Linked DNA regions of Sus scrofa: region 2 is linked to region 1. The links are chromatin contacts, called in public HiChIP or PLAC-seq maps. All regions are on one chromosome and are shown on one strand. Each heading gives the region's core, a stretch centred on a gene start, on an enhancer-like site or on the middle of the called end of the contact. The rest is flanking DNA. Distances are from core to core; before and after follow the strand shown.

Region 1 (6,887 bases), core at 2,818-5,317:
ATAAAGAGAAATATTAATCCTAAAATAACATAGACTTGGACGATTCAATTTTAGTGAACAGAGCCTGTTTCCAAGTTGGATGTTGCACAATGCCTGGGCATGACCCAAATGGAATAGTCAGTTTGACTCACAGGTGTAGGATTTTATTTTTAGTTCAGAATTAAGGAAGCTAAATGGGCACTCTCCTGTATTAGTATAGGAATAAAAATTGGTGCAATCTTTCTAGAATGCAATTGGCAGTAAGTATAAGAAGCCTTAAACATAAATGTGTTTACCCTCTGACGTAGTAATTCCATATCCAAAGAAATAATCAGGCAAGTCCAAATATGGATGCATTATTTACAATTGTGAAAAATAGGAAATAGCCTAAATATACAACATTGGGAACTAATTAAATAAATGGCATCTCCAGTCAATGGAATGTTACATATCAATTTAAGGAAGATGCTGGAAGAATACCTATTAGCATGGAAAATTTTCCTCTTTATTAAAAGAGTAAGAAGAGACTATGTTTTACCATAAAAATTATTCATATAGGCATTTTAAAAGGATTCCATGGAAATACACTGAAATGTTCCTGTCATCTCCAGGTTATATTTCTGGTCATCTCTTATTTTCTGCTCTTTGGTATTTTCCACATTTCCTACAGTGAATGTGTATTACTTTTATAATCAGAAAAAATTTTTAAATGAAAGTCTCATTAGTTGTCATAGTGTCTTTAACTTTCTGCAAGTTTACTAAGATAATGAGAAATAGAGGAGAACAATATTTATCCAGTCCTAATATTTTAAGAGGAAAAAATATATTTTGGTTAGAACATCTATTGTAGCATTTCTAGCCAGGCTCTAGAGCCACACCGATAGTATCAGACTAGCTGTATGACCTCAGCAAGTTTTTTATTAGGCTTCATTTTCTTATTAATAAAATGAGGATAATAATGGAACTTAAACTTCATGGGGTTATTATAAAAATTAAATAAAATAATAAAAGCAAAATATTCAGAGTTCCTGCTATGGTGCAGTGGGTTAAGAATCTGACTGCAGCATCTCAGGTTGCTGCAGAGGCATGGGTTTGATTCCTAGCCCAGTGCAATAGGTTAAAGGATCCAGCATCGCTACAGCTACAGAACAGGTCACAGCTGCTGCTAGGATTCACTCCCTGGCCTGGGAACTTCCATATACCATAGATGCGGCCATAAAAAATAGAAATAATATGAAATAAGTACAAATAAAAGCAAAATATTCAGCTAGGTGCCTGGCATATAATGAGTGTCAATCAAAGCTGACTACTATGACTGCCACCATCACAGGGAGGAATAACCAAAAATGAAGAATACAAAGACTTGGGAAGAAAGGGGGAGTGAAAAATGCTTTACACCCCCTTCCATGGAAGTTTTTGTGTTCCTAGATGTCTTATGTTTATAGGACATCTCACAGTTTAAAAAGTGCTTCATTTGTTTTTTTCAATCCTGACAATATTCTAGGAAACACCATTGTTCTCACTTCATAGATGGGCCAACTAAGCCCCTAGAACTTTGGTATCTTAAGAAGGTAGGAACGAAATTTCCCATGATGGCTATGTCTTCAGCTTCTGTCACTGTGCCTGGTATACCTGGGTGTTCAATAAAATATTTGCTCAGTATGAATGGATGAATGAATGAGTAGTAGGAACAGGACAGGAATCCAATGTATTGACTCTAAATCATTATGTGCTTTCTAATGTCCCTCGCCTATCTCTCTAAACATAATGATAGTTTTTTACAAATAAGACATCCTCAAGAAGGAGGCAGGCATGGAGTGGGATAGCTAAGAAGGCAGGGGACAGGAAAAAACCAGGCCCAGCTGTTTACAGTGTTAAAAGGAAACAATAGGCCTCTAATGTAGTTTCGTGTGCTAAGCTCACATCACCAAACCACGACTTAAGCCCTAGACGCACTGGAGTTGCGACCTGCCCCAGGAATGTAGTCTTAAACAGTCCGTTTGGAACTTTCTGGGCAGCAACAATGAGCTAATCTGCCACAGAGACCCTTCCATTGCGCAAAGGAAGATGAAGTCATCTGCTCTTTCCTGATCCCTTCCCTCTTCTGCCTATAAGAGCCTTTCATTTTGAACAACTCCTCTGATGCTGCGCCATGCATGAACCATTCAATAAAGCCAATGAAATCTTTAAAATTTACTTGATTGAATTTTTGCTATTTAGCAACAGTGATGACAACTCTGGGAAAGAACAATAAAGACAATGTAACTCATTTCTCATGAGACTTTCACATCCCCCTGCTCTTCAGGCTTGTGAACTAAACAACACAGGTTGCGTTATTTACATTTTATATATGAGGAAAAAGAGAAGTTACAGGGTTTGCCTAAGGTCACACAGCAAAAGAATGTGAAAGTTCTGTTCAAAAATTCGATGGATATGCTGCTTCTCCTCATTTCTGAAGCCCTTTTAAATAAACATTTTCCCAAAGTTGATTTGCTTGATTTAGGAGGCAGTATTGTGCTGAGGTTAAAACTATGAGCTCGGAAGTCATACAGGCCTGGGTTGGAATCTTGGTTTATTTGCTTACTAGCCATGGGACCCCAGACAAATGAGTTAACTTCTCTGAGCGTCAGCTTCCTAGCTATAAAATGGGAAGGGAGTAAGACCGCCTCCCTCAGAATTGTTGGAGAAATCAAATAAGATTATGAAGTGCCTGGAACATAAGAAGTTCTCAAATGCTACAATTATCATTACCTGGAGGAGAAAGGGAGAGAGAGAAGGAAGAAGAAAAGGAGAAACAAAAATGTCCATTCACCATTCCAGCCCTGCCCTGGTCATTCTATAGACAGCTGGCTGGGCGGTGTGTTTTGAGGTTTCCTGAAAGGAGAGAGCACAGAAGGACATACTGCTCTGGTATTGGCTCCTGGAGGTGCCAGGGAAAGATGGTGACAGTGGGAGGCTGGCAGAGAGCTATCTTCGGGCTCTCTCTTCTTCTCCGAGCCTCCACATCCACCAACAGAGACGTTCCCCTCCAACCTCTCCCCCTACTCACCAGCTTCCCCCGCAGCAGAGCCGGTTTCCCATGCTGCTCTGTCTCCCTGGGAGCCCAGCTGTTTTTGAACAGAAAGAGGCTTGTGCATTTCCTGGTTCCCCGTCTGGCTTCCCTCAGCAGCTCCGGGGAGTCGCTGTCAGTGTCAGATTTCAACCTAACAGGTTGGACTTTGGAAGCCACCTGCTGGAAAGATTCCCAGGTGACTGCTCCCAGCCAAAGGGAAGAGAAACACAACAGGCTCCAGGTGAGAGCGAGTTCACCTTCGGGATTTGGAACTGCTTTGATGAAGCATGAACTTTGAGCTTCAAGCTTCAGGGGAAAGAAACCTGAGATAGAAAAGGGTTTCCCTAGGAAATGTTTCTCCATTATATCACTCCATCATCAAAATAGATGCTCTATAATAAAGCGTCTTTCTTATGTTTCCCCAGCACTACTGGGGTTGGAGATTCACTTTCAAGGTAATCGCTCTCAGCTTCTTCTGATATCTGTCCAGAATATGGGTTTGAATACTGGACCTCTTGGAAACTAAAATTTAGAGAAATGGTCTCCTTTTTTTCTTTTTCTCTCCTCCCATGCTACTGGAATTTATGTGGACAAATCACTTTTTTTCTAGGACCGTTAAAAATAAAGGACTGAACTTACCACTTAATCCCCTTTCTGGTCAAGCATCATATGATTCTCTGATTGGAATGGCCTCAGCACTCCTTAACCACTCACTTCCCCATCCCCAGGACAGAACTACGGGAATCGCCATTTAATTGCAACTCAGCTTCTCCTCCAATGACACAGAATTAGACTCTTTCCACACACACTGGCAACTAGGATGCAGCTGAACAAGTTCCTCTGGAGAAAATGGGGGCTCTAGGAGGATTTGTGGAACCGGTGCAGTTTGCCTTCAGTGCTCCCACACTTATCTTTAGTGCCTTGCTCAGATGCCCAGTTATTTGTGTGTCCCTCACAGATGCTCAGGACCAGTGCTCGGCCCTGTACTCCACAGAGGGTACCCTAGACTCTTCTTTCCTCCCCATCTTCTTTCCTTATGAAACTGGAGAAGAAAAAAGCAACAGCCTCATAGGACTGTGGTAAAAATGAAATGAAATAACATACATGAAACTCCAGTCCAGGGCCTGGCACAGGGGACCCCCTTGGTAAGCCTTAGCTATTATTACTACTTCTCATTCTCAGCTGATTGTTGGTCAAGTATCTTACTTTATTGTTTTGTGCACCAATTTAGTTAGGAAAGGGAAGCCTTTGGAGGAAAGGACGGTTATTTTTAAATATCTAAAGGGATTCTCAAGTGAAAGAAAGATTGCATTTATTTTCAGGACATAACCTGAACCAATGGACAGAAGTTACTAAAATGCAGATTTTGGTTCAATAGAAGGAAGAATTTATAACAGATGTGAAAAAAAAAAAAAAAAGAAAACGAAGATCTAAGTTCTCCGCCACAAAAAATGTCACAGAAGTTGACTACAATCTTTTGGAGTTCCCGTCTTGGCTCAGTGGTTAACAAAGCTGACTAGGAACCATGAGGTTGCAGGTTCAATCCCTGGCCTCGCTCAGTGGGTTAAGGATCTGGCGTTGCCACGAGCTGTGGTGTAGGTCGCAGACATGGCTCAGATCCCACGTTGTTGTGGCTGTGGTGAAGGCCGGCAGCTATAGCTCCGATTGGACCCCTAGCCTGGGAACCTCCATATGCTGAGGGTATGGCCCTCAAAAGACAAAAAAAAAAAAAAAAAAAGAAGTTGACTAACAATCTTTAAAGAATTTGAGGGGGTGGGGAATCTGTACTAAATTAGAGGTTTCAATTTTTTCTAGCTAAGGAATACTTTCTTTTAAATGAAGCTCATGTAAAAATTCCAGTTATGAAACAGATCAAAGTGAAGCTGTTCTGGTTGAAGTCTGAATAGGATCCTTTAAAAATTCTTTTTTTTTTCTCATCTATATGTTAAGATTCCTGTGAGTAGATGATAAAGGAGTATAGTTTTAAATTTATATTTATAATGTACAACCTCCATAGTATATTACTTGGGGGTTAAGAAATATTTGTTGACTGAATGAACAAAAAAATATATCAATAGTTATTTCTCTAAGGCGTGCTTTAAATTTTTTTTTTTTTTTTTTTTTTTTTTGCGCTTATTAGGGCTGTACCTGCAGCTTATAGAGGTTCCCAGGCTAGGGGTTGAATCAGAGCTACAGGGCCGGCCTATACCACAGCCCCAGATATGCAGGATCCAAGCCACACCACAGCTCACGGCAATGCTGGATCCTTATCCCACTGAGCAAGGCCAGGGATCAAACTTGCGTCCTCATGGACGCTAGTCAGATTCGTTAACCGCTGAGCCATGACAGGAACTCCTGCTTTGATTTTTAATACATGGCAATCCTTTAAGAGTCAAATTTTTCAAGTGAAAGTTTGTATCGTGGGGTCCACAGATTCTTCTTCTTTCCTTTGCTTTTTAGGGCCATACCCGGCTCATATGGAAGTTCCCAGGCTAGGGGTTGAGTCGGAGCCACAGCTGTCAGCCTATGCCACAGCCACAGCAACATGGGATCTGAACTATGTCTGCGACCTACACCACAGCTCGTGGCAACGCCAGATCCTTAACCCACTGATGGAGGCCAGGGATCGAACCCGAGTCCTCAAGGTTACTGGGCGGATTCATTTCCACTGTGCCACAACCAGAACTTCTCCACAGATTCTTAAGAGGGGCATATAAGTGGATCTCAAGAGCTGTGTGAACCTATTCAAATTGCATGACAAATTTGGGAGCATGTGTATGTTTCTGGACAAGGATCTAGTGCTTTTGTTAGATGTTTCAAAAGGGTCTGAAACCCCCAAAAAGTTAAGAACCAACCACTTCAGAAGTTCCTTGGTGACTCAGCAGGTTGAGGACCCGGCGTTATCAATACTGTGGTTTGGGTTGCTGCTGTGGTGAGGGTTTGATCCCTGGCTGGGAATTTCCACAAGGCAAAAAAAAAAAAAAAAGTATCTACTACTTTAATGGAAGAATTTCAGGTGTCCATCACACCATATAGATTTATATTGGGGCAGGGAGGTCTTCTGGACACTCCAAATCATACACACACATGCTTTCTTGATTATAGAGAGTAATTAAGAGGTCAATCCTCCAGGCTGTCCCGAATACACCATTCCCGTCGTATTAAGACTCCTCTTACAAAGGAAGTTTCCCTAGCCGTCACCACTATACCAACAGCCCTAGATCCCCTGCATTTAGTCTTGGATTGGCTGCAGTGGTGCAGTGACTCCTCTCTTTGGGATGATACAAGACTAGAAACAAGTGCTTTCTCTCATAGGCAGAGAGGAGGGAGACTCTGTTTTGGTGACAATGGCAGAGGCTTCTGTGGCAGTGCCCCTATGTCTACATAACTGATCCCTCAGAATCGGAGACCATTTTCAGTGGACAGATCTTAGTGTGGGAAAACAGGGCCTTAGGCAACACAGAAGCCAAAAGCTGTTTTCCCAACCCCTACCCAAAACAGGCCAGACAGTCTGGAGACCCTTGTTTTTGTGTCTCTAATCACCAGCTCAGACAGTGCCCTCTGGGCTGTTTGGATGGCATATCCCTTTTCCCTCCCAGGATCACTCTCTTTTGTTGCATTGTGAGAAAATTACGGCCAGGAATTTGATCTGGAGCCAGTGTCAGCTTCCGGGTGTGATCTCAGCATCCAAGTGTGAGCTCAGGGTGCTGTGACGTTGGGTACATCGAACTGAGCAGCTTTTTGTCTAGCTGTCCTTTTTGTCTTTCCCTCCCTGCCCATCCCATTGTCCAGGTCACAGAATAGGGAGCAGCACAAACCAGGCCCTGAGATTTGGGTTTATTCAGCTCCACCCTAA
Region 2 (6,887 bases), core at 2,664-5,163, 130 kb before region 1:
TTACTTCTTCCAACATACCTGTCTCTTTTCTCTTGACCCCCATCTCAATTAATGCATGATCATCATTCCCTCAGTCACAGAAGGTGGTTATATTTGACCCCTTAATTATCACTATCATCCAATCGATCATTAAGTTTTTTGGACTCTATTGCCTAAATTCCTCATCTTCATCCCTACTGTCACTGTTTTCTCTCACCTAGAACATTGCAAATGCCTCCTAAATGGTCTCTCTACTGTTTCGCCCCATCTGATCTACCCTCTACCCAACTAACAAATCATCTTTCTAAAATACAAATATGACCATGTCAAGCTCTGCTTAAAAACATTTGATGATTTCTGGGAATGTAAAATGGTCAGCCACTACGAAAAACAGTATGGAGGGTTGTCTAAAAACTAAAAATAGAGTTACAATGTCATCCAGCAATTCCACTCCTGGGCATATATTGGGAGAAAACTCTAATTCAAAAAGATACATGCACCCCAAAGTTCATAGCAGCACTGTTTACAGTAGTCAGGACATGGAAGCAACCTAAATGTCCACTGACGAATGAATAAAGAAGCTGTGGTATGTACACACAATGGAAAACTACTCAGCCATTAAAAAGGAAGGAAATAATGCCATTTGCAGCAACATGGATGGACCTAGAGATTATCATACGAAGCAAAGTAAGTCAGAAAGAGAAAGACAAATACTCTATCACTTATATGTGGAATCTAAAATATGACATAAATGAGCTTATTAACAAAACAGAAACAGACTCACAGACATAGAAAACAAACTTAGGGTTCCTATTTGGATTCATTTCCACTGCGGCACAATGGGAACTCCCTCAGAAAACAAACTTATGATTAGCAATGGAGAAAGGGAATGGGGAAAGGCTAAATTAGGAGTCTGGGATTAGCATATACAAACTACTATATATAAAACAGATAAACAACAAGGTCCTCCTATATTACACAGGGAACTATATTTAACATATTTAATAGCCATAATTGAAAATAATATGACAAAGAATATATATGAATACACTTATCTAAAACTGAACACTGATGTACATCAGAAACTGACACAACATTGTAGCTCAATGATACTTTTAAAAATTTCTTAAATTTTTAAATTTTTTTAAAAAATTAAAGAAGTTCCCATTGTGGCTCAGTGGCTTAAGAACCATACATAGTGTCCATGAGGATGCAAGGTTTTTTCTTTTTTTTTTTTTTGTATTTTCTAGGGCTGCACCCACAGCAAATGGAGGTTCCCAGGCTAGGGGCTCTAATCGGAGCTACAGCTGCCAGCCTATGCCACAGCCACAGCAACTTGGGATCCAAGCCACGTCTGCGACCTACACCACAGCTCATGGCAACACCAGATCCTTAAGTCACTGAGTGAAGCCAGGGATCGAACCGCAACCTCATAGTTCCCAGTCGAATTCGTTAATCAGAGCCACAACGGGAACTCTGAGGATGAAAGTTTGATCCCTGGCCTTGTTCAGTGGGTTGAGGATCCAGTGCTGCTATGGCAGCGTAGGCCAGCAGCTGCAGCTCCATCTGACCCCTAGCCCAGGAAATTCCACATGGCACAGTTGTGGCAGTAAAAAGAAAAAGACATTTTTATGGAGTTCCTGTCGTGTCTCACTGGTTAACAAATCAGACTAGCAACCATGAGGTTGCAAGTTCGATCCCTGGCCTTGCTCAGTGGGTTAAGGATATGGCATTGCCGTGAGCTGTGGTGTAGGTTGCAGACACAGCTTGGATCCCGCTTTGCTGTAGCTCTGGCATAGGCAGGCAGCTACAGCTCCGATTCAACCCCTAGCCTGGGAACCTCCATATGTGGCGGGAGCGGCCCAAGAAATGGCAAAAACACACAAAAAAAGAAAAGAAAAAGACATTTTAAAAAAAAATTCTCATAACAAATTAAAACAAACACAAAAAATGTGATGGTTTCTTTTCTGCCTCGAGGAAAAAGTCTAATCTCTAAGCACCAAAATCTAACTGTAATTTACCACTCAGACCTCATCTTCTGCCATCCCCCCCCCGCCCCTGGTCCCCCTTCTCTTCTCTCTGGATACATACAATCTCTTGCCCCAAGTTCTTTACGCTCCTTGTATATGCTAGTGCATGACTTTCCCTCTGCCCTGAATAATGTTTTCCACCTGGTACACTAGAGCCTGCTCATCAAGAACCAGTTCAAATATCAGAAGCTCAAATACCACCCATTCTATGAAGCCTTTCCTAATTCCCCAAGGCAGATTTCATTATTCCTTCCTCAGTGCATGAAAGCACTTTGTATATGTCTCCATTATACTTATCAAATTATATTCTAATTCTATTTGATTTATCATGTATCTCCCAACTGTACCAAAATAATTTACGGCACACTGTATGCCCTCATTAAGCAAGAGGAATCACAAGGTTGGACCTCTCACCTTATTGTGAGCATCTGTGTGCCGGATGACATTCCTCAGGAGGACTTTCCCCAAGGGAACTCGGGACATTCTTCAATCTGAAATGAATCGATAAGTAACTTTTAATAATAATTCACTATGTTACCTTATTTTTATTACTGTGTTTTAATAAAGCATGAGTTAAAGGGAAAATCACTGAAGTCACAGGTCGTGCAGAATAGTTTTTCCTTCACCACTAAAGGGGAAAACACCTGACCACACCAATGTGAGGACGAAAGGAGGTAATGACCACTGGAGTTCTTTCAAACTGCACAAATTAAGTGCTTTGAGGAACATCATTTAATTCTCAAAGTAATTGTTTTAGATGAGGCAGGTATCTTCATTCCTATTTCGTAGGTGAAATTCTCTTAAAGCTATAACTTGCCCCAGGCCACATATTCCAAGGCAAACGAGGTCTAGATTAGAAACCAGTTTTTGAATCCCAAAATTAGTCTGCAATTAAGTAAATACCTAGATTTGAGAATGTCAGCGAAACAAATGTCAACAGTAACAAAAATTGACGTCTAAAAACATCGAATGCCGAGATGCCCTAAATTTCTCCATTCAAGGGTATCTTATATTCTACTTTGGACAGAAACCTCCAAAAAACAGAGGACAGGGATATTCACGTGTGTAGCCAGCAAGGGCTTTGTGCAACCACCCCACCGCTCACTCACCCCTTGATCCTGAGGAAATCAGGCATCTTGTTAGTGTGAGACGAAGAACCACTCCATTACAAGATCTCCTCCGACCCAGGAAGCCAAGGAGTCAGGGCTCAAAGGCAGCTCTGCAGCTTCACCCGAGTCCTTCGTGAAAACGCAGCCTTCCCACCGGTTATTCCGCCCTCACCCGTGGGCCTCGCCACCGCCGCCTCTCCCCAGCCCAGGCCGACAGGCAGATTTTTCTCCGGACTGAGGCCGGAGGCTGCTCTGGCTCGGAATCCGGACGGCCAAGTTGGCTAGCGCACTCCCCGCTCACGCTCCTCTGGGACGGCCCCGAGGTTGGGTTCCGCCTTCCCAAAAGGATGGGGACGCTTTGGCCGGGGACGCCCCTCGACTGGGCCCCAAAAAGTACCTAGAGTGGCTGAAGAGGGGATTGAGGCTTCCAAGTGGAAGACACAGAAAATACCCCCATCTTCGTCACCGGCACCCCTGCCCCCCAGCGGCCGCGGAGCTCCCGGTAACCTTCCCTCCAAACACCCTCCCCACAGAAACACACACAAACACACCCATACCGTGCGCCGCAGCCTCGCGTGACGGGGGCAGGGGGAGGAAGGGATCTGGGGGAGAAGGAAGCCGACTTCCTTTTCAGGCCGGAAGTCGTGCCCCTAAGAAATTCTTCCCACCAACAGGAGTCACAGAGACTCCCACAGGAGGGTTTCCAGGACACTGTAGAGGTCAACAGGTGCAGAAAGGGAGGTGAGCGCCCTCCTGGAAAAGAAGTGGGTCGGGCTCAGCCAGAAAGCAAGCCCAGCACCAGAAGGAGAAGATTCCGGAACTAGGTGTAAAAAGAACTTTCTGCCTGGAGCTTCCCGGACCCAATTAGATGTTGTACCAAGATGGTTACCCCGGTAACAGGCGTCGCGGTTTGTCAGGAAACCAAGAGAGGAGGTGGGTTTGCCGACCTCTGGAAAGACAGTTACATTTCCCTTTTAGTCTAACCTTCCTGTAGTGTTCAGGCAACCCAAACTTACTCTTTTCCTCATTCTGTCGATGCTATGGGACACGTCTCCATTGAGGGGAAGGAGGAGGGAGGAAGGTTACCTCAAGTCATGGAGAGAATATTACTATTCTTATGTAAGGCTTAGCAAGTGTTCAGCCTCTCTGTGTTACCTTACTTAATCCTCACGATAACCCTACGAGATAGGTATTATTGTCTTCATTTAGAGGGGAATAAACTGATACATGTATGTAAATTAAATGCTCAAATCACACAGCTAGTAAGTGATGGATAGAGCTAAAACTGGAATTCTATGCATTCTGTCTGCAGAGTCCATGCTGTTAACTACTAGATTATACCAAAGATTGAGGAAGTCTTGTGTAGCCTTCAATCCACAGCACACCTCTAGCAAATAAAGGAACTGGATAGGCACCACTTAGCTAATACCAGGATACTGGAACAAGAAAATTCCAGGAAATCCAAACTTTAAAAGATTACTCTGTCCCCTTAGGGTTTTTGAGGCTCTAGACAGAGGTAAGGCCTTATTATCTGAGGGAACATCTTGAGAATGTAGGAAGTGGTACTAGATAATTAGAGAATAAGGAAAAGATAAAATGGTGCTGAGCCACAGTCTTTTAGACACAGGTATTAAGGATAGTTGCTAACTTCAACAAAACAATTCCTGACGTATTCCTCCTCCCCCCAAAAATAAATGAATCAGTAGACCTTTTTTCCCTCAAATGTCTTTCCACAGATTTAAGAGGCCTAATTCATCTCAATCATGGAGAAATCCTCAAAAGGTCTGCTCACCCAAGTTACTCAACTCTGGAACCTTCTAGATGATCTGGCTGAAAGTAACCCTGAGAGCTATGAGAAGTTCATTCAACAGCAGCTGAAAGAGGGGAAACAGCTCTGTGCGGCCCCAGAACCATGGCTCTGTCTGCAAACCAGGATCCTGGTATGTAGAGTTGATGCCCAGAGAAAGGGAAATCCTGAATTAGATGGTCCTGGAGTAACCAGAGAATGACTTACCCTTAGCTATTGCTACTTCAACACAAAACTTGAGAGAAACTTCCACTCTAAAAGGAAATTAAGGAGTTCCCTTCGTGGCTTAGTGGTAATGAACCTAACTAGTATCCATGAGGACGTGGGTTCAAACCCTGGCCTCGCTCAGTGTGTGAAGGATCCAGCATTTCTGTGACTGTGGTGTAGGCCAGCAGCTACAGCTCTGATTCAACCCCTAGCCTGGGAACTTCCATAAGCCATGGGTGTGGTCCTAAAAAAGACCAAAAAAAAGAAAAAAAGAAATTAAATGTAGTGTGGACGATTGTGTTAAAGGAGTAAGAATGGGAAATTCATATCTGACACATTTTGGAGATCTCAAAATTAACCATTTCCTGCTAGAATGAAAATAAAAGGTAAATATTTAATAGAGAAAAACAGAGTTGGAGGTTTTTCAAATGAAGAGAACTTATTTAGTTGGGGAGGTAAGGAAGTGGTGGAATAGGGTCAAATTCAACTGGAACAGCTGCTTGGCTCAGTTCCTACTCTCTCCTCCCACTTCCTCTGGGAATGGCAACTGGATGCTTGATGAAAGTCCAGTAGCTTAGAGAAATAGGGTAACGATAATTTCTTACAATTTTTCAAATGCAGTTTTAATACATGAAATGACTTACTTGGAGCCTAAAGTTCTCACTCTTCAAATTCAGTGATTAGTTTACCTTGAGGATATTATTTTAAATTTTGTGTGTGTGTGTGTGTGTGTCTTTTTAGGGTGGCACCCAAGGCATATGGAGGTTCCCAGGCTAGGGGTCCAAATGAGCTACAGGTGCCAGGCTACATCACAGCCTGCAACCTACACCACAGCTCATGGCAACACGGGATCCTTAACCCACTGAGCAAGGCCAGGGATTGCACCCACATACTCATGGATACCAGTTGGGTTTGTTAACCACTGAGCCACAACGGGAACTCCATAGGGTATTATCTTAAAATTTAAAAACTAGGTTTTGAAATATGCAAAATTATTTGCTTTCTAGAAACCGGAAGAAAAAATACTTTTTATAAACCTATGTGAGTGGAAAAGGATCCCAGCTCCCCAATCAACCAGTCATCCAGTCCCTCTAAGTATTGGCCGACCAGAAGATATGTCTGAGACATCAGGTACATAGAAGCATGGGAAAGCATAATTTAAAACAATTTTTTTTCGTGGCCACCCCACAGCATAAGGAGTTCCAGGGCCAGGGATCAGATCTGAGCCACAATTACAACCTACACTGCAGCTGCAACACCAGATCCTTAACCCACTGTGCTGGGCCTAGGATGGAACCTGCGTCCTGCCACTGCAGAGACAGCACTGACGCCATTGTGCTACAGCGGGAACTCCACAATTTAAATTTTTTATTGGGAATAATCATGGACCAGATTTTACTTGGCATTACCTATTTTATTTGTTCATAATATAGTTAATGACTAATAGGTGTTTCATTGTGTAAATTGAATGCTGTTTAATTTTCTAATAATGCAAACTGTGTTTAACCCATATAAAATGCCAAGAGGAGTTCCCATTGTGGCACAGAAGTGAATCAGGCTAATATCCAGGAGGACGCAGGTTCAATCTCTGGCCTCACTCAGTGGGTTAAGGATCTGGCATTGCTGTGAGCTGTGGTGTAGGTCCCAAACGTGGCTTGGAACCCAAGTGGCTGTGGCTGTGGCATAGGGCAGCAGCTGTAGCTCTGATTTGACCCCTAGCCTTGGAACTTCCATATGCCCCAGGCACTGCTCTAA

Evidence for each region. HiChIP or PLAC-seq counts read pairs in DNA pulled down with a chosen protein or histone mark.
Region 2: a contact with region 1 is called in an H3K27ac HiChIP or PLAC-seq map of alveolar macrophages. The contact joins the promoter of PIH1D2 here to the promoter of C9H11orf52 in region 1. A contact is called at or near these places in 2 of 47 Hi-C or Micro-C datasets (fetal heart ventricle and heart right ventricle) and 1 of 2 datasets of contacts at active chromatin or transcription factors (alveolar macrophages).

What each region holds. Positions count from the first base shown.
Region 1 is chr9:39,644,070-39,650,956 of Sscrofa11.1, reverse strand. C9H11orf52 reads right to left here and starts at 4,067. Exons shown (of 4, transcript XM_003129841.4): 1 at 3,029-4,067. The coding sequence starts at 3,060. HSPB2 (heat shock protein beta-2) reads right to left here. Exons shown (of 3, transcript XM_003129868.4): 3 at 6,853-6,887.
Region 2 is chr9:39,772,503-39,779,389 of Sscrofa11.1, reverse strand. It overlaps PIH1D2 (PIH1 domain-containing protein 2), which reads left to right and starts at 3,913. Exons shown (of 7, transcript XM_021062782.1): 1 at 3,913-4,051; 2 at 4,855-5,058; 3 at 6,140-6,263. The coding sequence starts at 4,882. C9H11orf57 reads right to left here and starts at 3,811. Exons shown (of 6, transcript XM_021062781.1): 1 at 3,676-3,811; 2 at 2,424-2,500. The coding sequence starts at 2,492.